Linked DNA regions of Oryctolagus cuniculus: region 2 is linked to region 1. The links are chromatin contacts, called in public Micro-C maps. All regions are on one chromosome and are shown on one strand. Each heading gives the region's core, a stretch centred on a gene start, on an enhancer-like site or on the middle of the called end of the contact. The rest is flanking DNA. Distances are from core to core; before and after follow the strand shown. Region 1 has its middle 38 kb from the start of ACOT11. Region 2 holds the start of SSBP3 (single stranded DNA binding protein 3).

Region 1 (3,641 bases), core at 826-3,325:
TTTGCTCCAACAGTTTGGGGGGGGGGATTTTAAAACCCCGGGCCCACCGAGCAGACTTTTTAAAAAATCATAATTGAAAACATCTCGAAGTCGGGGCCGCCAGAAGCGGGCCCGCTCCCCGCCCCCCGCCCCATCCCCCTCCCCTGCTCCCCGGAGTCCGATGAAGTCATGATAAGTAGGCTGCAGAAAGAAAAAAAAAAGTGGGGGGTGGGCTGCAGGGCCTGGGGGGCACGGGGGTCCCGGGCTGGGGCCCCGCGCGGACACAGTTTGGATACTATGGTTACGCGATCCGACCCAAACAGCGAAGGCGCACAACAATAGCGGCCGCCAGAGGAGGAAATTCCTTCCGGGGTGGACGGCGCGGGGGGAGGGGCGCCTGGCTGGAACGCCGAGGCGGCGGCTCGGCCAATCAGCGCGCGGCCGCCGGCGGTTTCAAGGTGCCCCGCGCCGCGCTGCCCCCCGCCCCCCGCGCGCTGCGCTCGGGCGCTGGAATTGCTGAGACGTTTCCCCGCACGCGCCCGGGTAACCCTGCGGGGGCTGCTGCCCGGGCCGCCCCCCGCCCGCCGAGCCCGCCGCCCTCGGAAGGCCGAGCGTTCCGCTGCAGGAGCTGCTGGAGCTCGGGGGAGGGTGGGGGGGGGAGAGAAACCCCTACACACCAGCCCCTGCCTACGGGCTGATTCCTGCACAAGCCTGTTTTCTATTTTAAAGCATGTCTCAAGAAAAAAATGAGAGAGGCAAAGAGAGAAGGGAGCAAGGAGGGCCACCCCCAACTCAGGACTCTTGTGAGGCTCTGATCCCCGGCTCGCTGGTCTCGGGGGCTATTACAGAATGAGCTGGGTTACTGATAGTGGCAGTTTTGCCCGGGCATCCGGGGTGCAGAGGTGCAAGGGCGAAGCTGACATTCGCAAGCCCCCACCACCGTCACATTAATGTGACCTGCCGTGGAAGGGGCCGCAGGAACCACGGGCTCTGCCTAGCCCCTGACTCGGGGTTGATGGCAGTGCTCAGTGGGGAGACTGTGCCCGCTTCCCCCCCACCTGCAACGGACTCTGTGCCCGAGACCCCGGCCTGGCACGCGGTGTTTTCCTGCCCCCTGCCAATACCCTAAGCCGGCCTGCTGGGCACTGGGAGCACCCGATGGGTCCTGTTCCTGTTTGAAGCTCCTGAACCAGGTTTCTGCTTCCTGCTGCTTTCTGGGCACGGAGCACCACTTCCATGAGCAGTGCGTGCCTTTTCACTCGGTGCGTAGTGAGAGCCTCTGGAAAGATCTCGTGTTCAGAAAGTATTTTCCGCCCTCCCACTTTCTCTCTCCCTCTCTTCATATATAATGGGGATAGCCCTAATTCTCCAGTTCCCCGTGTGTCTCTTTATAAATAAAGAATGAGATTTTATTAATTATGCACGTACAGTATCTGCAAGCAGATTGCTCTGTCTCTTGATGCTTAATAAAGAAAAAAAAGGGAAAAACCCTCCACACTGAAGCTGGGTTTTTTTTCCCCTGCAAGCAAACAAAAACTTCAAGGAGCCATATGTCCTCCAAGAGGGGAGAGGAAGGCAGAAGTTGGAGAGAGCATGGTGGGAGGGATGAGGAGGGGGCGCTTTGCAGGTCTTCCAGGCAGCTGAAGGCAGATTTCCAGTTGCCTGCCTCAGGTTTGTGTTTGAACTGCCCGTCTGAAAACACACCAAGGCTGGCCTGGGCATTTGTGCGCGGGGCGGGATGGGCAGCTGTTAATAGTAAACAGGAAACCAGCGAGCAGAGAGCTGGCGGCAGCCCCATTCCTCCTCTCAGTCCTGCCCCTCCTCGGAGCCCCTGAACCCCAGAGCTCTCAAAACACACTTAGTGTCTGGGCATTCGTGCCCGGCACAGTTCCTGGCACACACTAAGGGCTCGACCCCTGTTTGCCCATGGAATGGTTGGATATGGAAAAGGAAAAGGGGCAGGGGAATGCTTGCGCAAGTGGTGGGGGCTCCGGCTGGGGCTCCATGCCTAGGAGGGGCAGGAGTTGGAACTTCTCTCTCTGATGAGCCGGTCGGGATGGGGGCCCCTAAGGTTTCTGGCCAAGGAGATGAGCCAGCAGAGCACTGCAAAGCTCCAGGGGACCAGAGAGGCACAGGCACATCAGTGAGTAGGCAGAGCCCCTGTGGCCAGAGAGACACACACAGAGGGGAGGTGGGGGCGTGGCACACGGAGGGCAGGGGGTCCCGGGAGAGTTTGGGTTGAACACATTCTGGTTCCAGTTGGGAACAGGGACTGGAGTGACACAAGGACTTCTGCAGACTGGGCACCTTCAGCTGACGTTTGCAAAGCAGGGGAAAGAAATTCAGGACCCCACAGGAGCTGCCTAAAACTTCCCACAGAGTGCTGCGTCCAAGGCGATCGCAGGGCTGCCGAAGGTCAGGGGCCAGCCAGGGGTCCCGCAGCCAGGTGGCTGCTGGGGGGCCGGCGGGGGTGGGGGTGGACGCTCCATCCCATGGTTTCCGCACCACAGCCCCTCGCGGGGACAGACGGCCTCTCCCCCAGCCTGGGGCCCACCAGGCTTCCCGAAAAAAGGGTGAATGACACTGGGTGTGCGTTGCGCAAGCTCAGAATGTTTTTCTGAAGGGAAAGACTGGATGCGGTGTCTCCTGCCTATGAGAGGCCGTGTTCCACCGAGGAGCTGAAGCACACGGGCGAGATGGTGCTGGCTGTGCTTACCACACAGCAGTCAAGCTCGGTCTTGTTGCCCGAGCCCTGGCATCCGCGCTGTAATTTGGGGAGCACTTAGTCTCCCGACCGTGGGTGGGGGCGGCTGTCTGACTTCTCTATGCATCCTCCTAATTAAAAAGAACCAGGATCCTTTCGGCCGACGTGTTAAAGGTCATCTCCTGCACTGAAGGAAACACAGGCGTGCGATGCTTTCGGGGCTTGGGGAGCTGGGACCCAGATAGAGCATGAGCCCACCAGTCGGGAAGAGTCACGCCCTGATATGTGACCTTGGGCCAAGCCCTTGGTCTGCCCATAGACCGGAGGCTGGGTGAAGTTCAAGGACTTTCTTGTTCTGTCATTGTAAGTGATGGGCCCAAGGGGGCCTCGGGTCACTGGAGTTGGTGCCTGACCCCAAGCCAGCCACCATGCCTGTGTCCTGCCCCACTTCCGGTTGTGAATGGAAGTCCCAAACAGCAAACCACCTCTAGACCACGAAGGTCCCCAAATAACCAACAGGTCATTTCCCATAGACAGCGTCCAAGCAGCAACACCGTAGGGTCAGAAACTACCCAGGCTGGAAGGCCACCAGGTCCAGAGCACTGAGGATCTACCCAGGCCCTCTTCAACATCCCAGGCTAATGTCTATCCAGTCCCCTGCTTGAATGCCACAAGTGACAGGGAGCTCACTACCACCAGTTATAAACACTTTAAAAAATAGATTAATAATTTATTTGAAAGGGGGAGAGAGAGAGAAAAAAAAAATCTTCCATCTGCTCATTCACTCCCCAAATGGCTACAACAACCAGGGTTGGCCCTCTGGAATCAGAAGCTGCATCCAGGTCTCCCATGTGGGTGGCAGGGGCCCAAGCACCTGAGCGATCACTGGCCACCTCCCAGGGTGCACATTAGCAGGAAGCTGGCTTGCAAGCAGCACAGCTGGGACTCCAACGGGCAC
Region 2 (3,641 bases), core at 678-3,177, 64 kb after region 1:
CCAGACGGTTGGTTGGTCGCAGGGCCTGGCTGTGTTCTAATTCAGGGAGGCTGTTACACGGAGGAGAGCATTATTCCAAAACTGCAGCCAGTCTCCTTCCTGAACCTATGCAGATCCGTTTGCTGCCGGGAATTTCTTTTAAAAGCCCCTTTTCTCTCTACTACAGAGCAAAATAAGCAAACTTTAATGGTAGGGAATTATTGTTTATTTTGTTGAAATCTAGTTCTGAGTTTTCCTACTTGAAACGTGTTTTCCCCAGGACACTGACCTATCCTTTAATTGTTTGGTGCGAGGCATGTTAGGGGGAGGGGCGTTACTTGTTTATTGGAACAGCGCAGTTAAAAAAAAAAAAATCAACCTAGGCTAACAGTTTCAAGGCTCCCCTAAAGATGTATCCAAACAGGCAGCCAATCAGCGCTTACACAGCTTTTTCTGCTTGACTCTTTTAAAGAGACAGTGCCGACAGTGTTTTATCACATTTAAAGAGAACCGCGCTCTAAAAACAGTCTGAAAATGGGGGAGCCTTCCCTTATTCCGCTGGTTTCAGGTTTTGAGAGTCTCCAATGAGAGGCACACAGCGTGTTTTCAGCGTGGACAGGAACAGAGTCAGCAGCAAATAGCTGGGTCACTCTACCAGCACCCCCCCTCAAATTTCCCATTGTACACCTGGGTCACTGACAATGGAAGCCTCCCTTCCCCCCACGCCTGGCTCTCGGCCCCCCGACTCCCCAATTTAGTTCCATTTATCTGAAGTTTGCGGGTACCTATGGCGCGCATTTCGCGTTGTGGGGTGCCCAGGTGACGCCCCCCGCCACCCCCGAATGGCCCCCTTTTTCCCGTGGAGAATCCGAGGGGCTAACTTGCCAGGGTTGGCAAGCCTTGGAAATTTGGGGGAGGAACCACTCTTCCCCCCCTCTGAGCCTAAGTCCCCAATCCCCTCCCTCCGGCTCCCCGAAGCTCGCCGAGGGCCATTTTCGCGCGGCTCCACTTTGGGGTTTTCCAAAGTATTTTAATGATCTAGTAAAGGAGCAGCCGCGCGCCTCGGCGCCGGCTCCAGCAGCTCAGCTCTCAGCGTGCAGCCCCGCGCCCCGCGCTCGGAAGCCAGACTGGGCGAGAGGGAGGACCGGGGGCGGGGCGGGCGGGGGCCGGGCCGGAGTCTGGGGAGGGGGTCGGGGTCGGAGCCCAGGCGGCGGGCAGCCGAGGGGGAGGACGAGATAAGGGCTGGGCTGGCGCGGGCCGCGGCGGGGGAGGAGAGGGGCAGATAAGGCAGGGGGACGTGGCGGGAGGGAGCGAGCCGCGCGCGGCTTGGGGGTCTGCGCCCCCTCCCCTCGGACGCCTCCGCAGCGCCCCCTGCCCCTCCACCCTCAGCGGTCCACGCCGCGGGAGTGCTGGTCGGGTCCCCGTCTTCTTGGGGGCCTGGAGCTCTCCCATCCCGATTCGGGTCGCCACCCCTCCCCAATCCGCAGTGAAGAGGGGCTCGCGCCCGCGGCCACCCCCCGGTCCACCCGCAGGAGCAGGGCAGCGGGGACTGCCGCGGCCGGGCGCTGACAGGGGCGTCCCTGCCGGGCCCGCCCCCGCGCGCGCCGATTGGCCGGGGCGGCCATCAATCGCGGACGTTGACGCCCGCCTCGCTCGCTCGCCCGGGTAGCCACGTTCGGTTGAGCTCCAAGTAGACCAGCGGCAGCGGCGGCGGCAGCAGCGGTGCCGGAGGCGCAGAGGGCGGCGCAGGCGGAGCCGGGCGGGCGCGCGAGCGAGCGAGCGGGCGAGCGAGCGGGCAGCCGTGCGGGCGGCGGCGGCGGCGGCGGCGGCGGCACCCGAGGCCGAGCCGGCGCGGGAGGAGTTCCAGGGCGATGGGGCCGCGGCCGGGGCTGACGCTTTGACAGCTGGAAAGAGCGCGGAGCCAGCGCCTGGGGGGGAGGGAGGGGAGCGCGGCGAGGAGAGCGCGAGCGAGTGAGCGAGCGCCGGGGAGGGGGCCGGGAGCGTGGGGCAGCTCGGGAGCGCCGGAGCGGTAGCGGCGGCGGCGGCGGCGGCGGGGCTCGGCGCCCTCTTCTCTGCAAACCATGTTTGCCAAAGGCAAAGGCTCGGCGGTGCCCTCGGACGGGCAGGCTCGGGAAAAGTAAGCCTATTTTGCAAGTGGCGGCTGTGCCGCCGCCGGGCTGAGGGCGGGCGGGCGTGCGGGCGGTACGAGGCAGGTGGGCGGGCGGGGGCCGGGCTGCTGCGCCCTCCGGCCCCGGGCCCCGGGCCCCGCGCCTCCTGCCTGGCCCCTTCCCCGAGGCCGCGGCGGGGCGGAGTGGGAGCGCCCATTGTTGGGAGCCGGCGGAGGCTGGGGCGGCGGGGGAGCCGCCGGGGAGGGGGCACTTGGTGGCCGCGTGGAGGGGTGGGCGAGGTCCCGCGCGAGAGCCCGGGCGCCCGCCGCGGCGGCCGCACTTTGCCCACCCGGCGCGGGCAGGGGGGCGCGTGGCTTCTGCAGCCCCACTGGCTCCTTTTGTCCGCCCGCGGCGTGAGGAGTGCGTGCCGGGGGCTTTGTTCGGCCGGGAGCGCTCTTCCCTTTCCCTGTCCTTGGCCTCGGCGCCGGGCTGGGCAGGGACGGCGGCGCCGGCTTGGCCCCAGGCTCGGGGGACAGTTGTTTGGGGGCGGTGGCGAGGGTGGCGCTTTGCTGCCCTCTCCAGAGCGCGCCGAGTCTCCGTGGACCCCCGAAGCTTGGGTAGCGCGGCGGCCGTGGGGTCGGGTGGCTCGCGACTTTGAGAGACCCAGGTGGGTCTGGCCCTCACACCTCTTGGAAGTTCAGGTTGGGGGCTGCTTGGCGGCTCCACGACTGGAGTGGACGCGTCCCTGGGTAGCCACCGCGAGCCGTGGGCACCCTGCAGCCCGGCCTGCGGTCGGGGCCCACAATGGGACGGGGCTGGCGGGGCTGGGAGCCAGCGCCCGGTGTGGTCTGACGCCTTCCGTCTCTCTCTGCCTCTGCCGGCTCTGCAGGTTAGCTTTATACGTCTACGAGTATTTGCTGCACGTCGGAGCACAGAAGTCTGCACAGACCTTCTTATCGGAGGTGAGTGGGGCTCCCCCCCCAGCGCCCAATTTCCTGACACCCCCCCTCCCCACTCTCCTGGAGCCTTTGTTTTCGGGAGCTGCCACTGTGGCCACCATTTTGAATTTTTATCACCTTTTGGCATTTATTGTTAGTTGGTCTTCACAGCCTTTTGGCCCGGCCCCATGCTCTTGGCTTCTCTAAGCTGCCTCTGCTCTCTGCTTTGCAGATTCGATGGGAAAAAAACATCACTTTGGGAGAACCGCCGGGGTTTTTGCACTCGTGGTGGTGGTAAGTTTGTGTGATAGTTGTGTGAGTGTGTGTGTTTTGTTCTGAGCCATGAGTCCAAGGGAACAAAGAGGGGAGGCCCCTCTGCTCCTTGCCCCCCCCCCCCTGCTTTGCCCGGAGCTAGGCAGCACTGGACCCTCAGACCAGGGCTGCTAAGCAGAATGGGCAGAAGCGGCTGCTGCCTAAAGTTCTTTCTTTCTCTTTCCCATCTCGTTGAGAACCCGCAGAACCTGTGAGGCGTCTGCCTGGGATGCCTTGCTTTTCCATCGCACTCTGAAAAGTTCTGGGAGGACTTTTGTCAATTGTGCATGTTGCTTTAATTAGA

Evidence for each region. A called contact is a pair of places that touch in the nucleus more often than the background predicts.
Region 2: a contact with region 1 is called in a Micro-C map of ear pinna, with 10 times the contacts expected there. The contact joins the promoter of SSBP3 here to the enhancer-like site in region 1. A contact is called at or near these places in 4 of 6 Hi-C or Micro-C datasets (ear pinna, liver, psoas muscle and 1 more).

Annotation. Positions count from the first base shown.
Region 1 is chr7:118,566,891-118,570,531 of mOryCun1.1, forward strand. No RefSeq gene overlaps it. Among named protein-coding and RNA genes, the nearest start is that of ACOT11, 38 kb to the left of the region's middle. Within about 2 kb of position 2,076, at least 2 of the 8 cell types and tissues checked have an H3K27ac peak or open chromatin away from gene starts, as enhancers often do. A contact at or near this core is called in ear pinna, where this site is marked.
Region 2 is chr7:118,630,711-118,634,351 of mOryCun1.1, forward strand. It overlaps SSBP3 (single stranded DNA binding protein 3), which reads left to right and starts at 1,928. Exons shown (of 16, transcript XM_017346276.3): 1 at 1,928-2,116; 2 at 2,977-3,049; 3 at 3,258-3,319. The coding sequence starts at 2,061.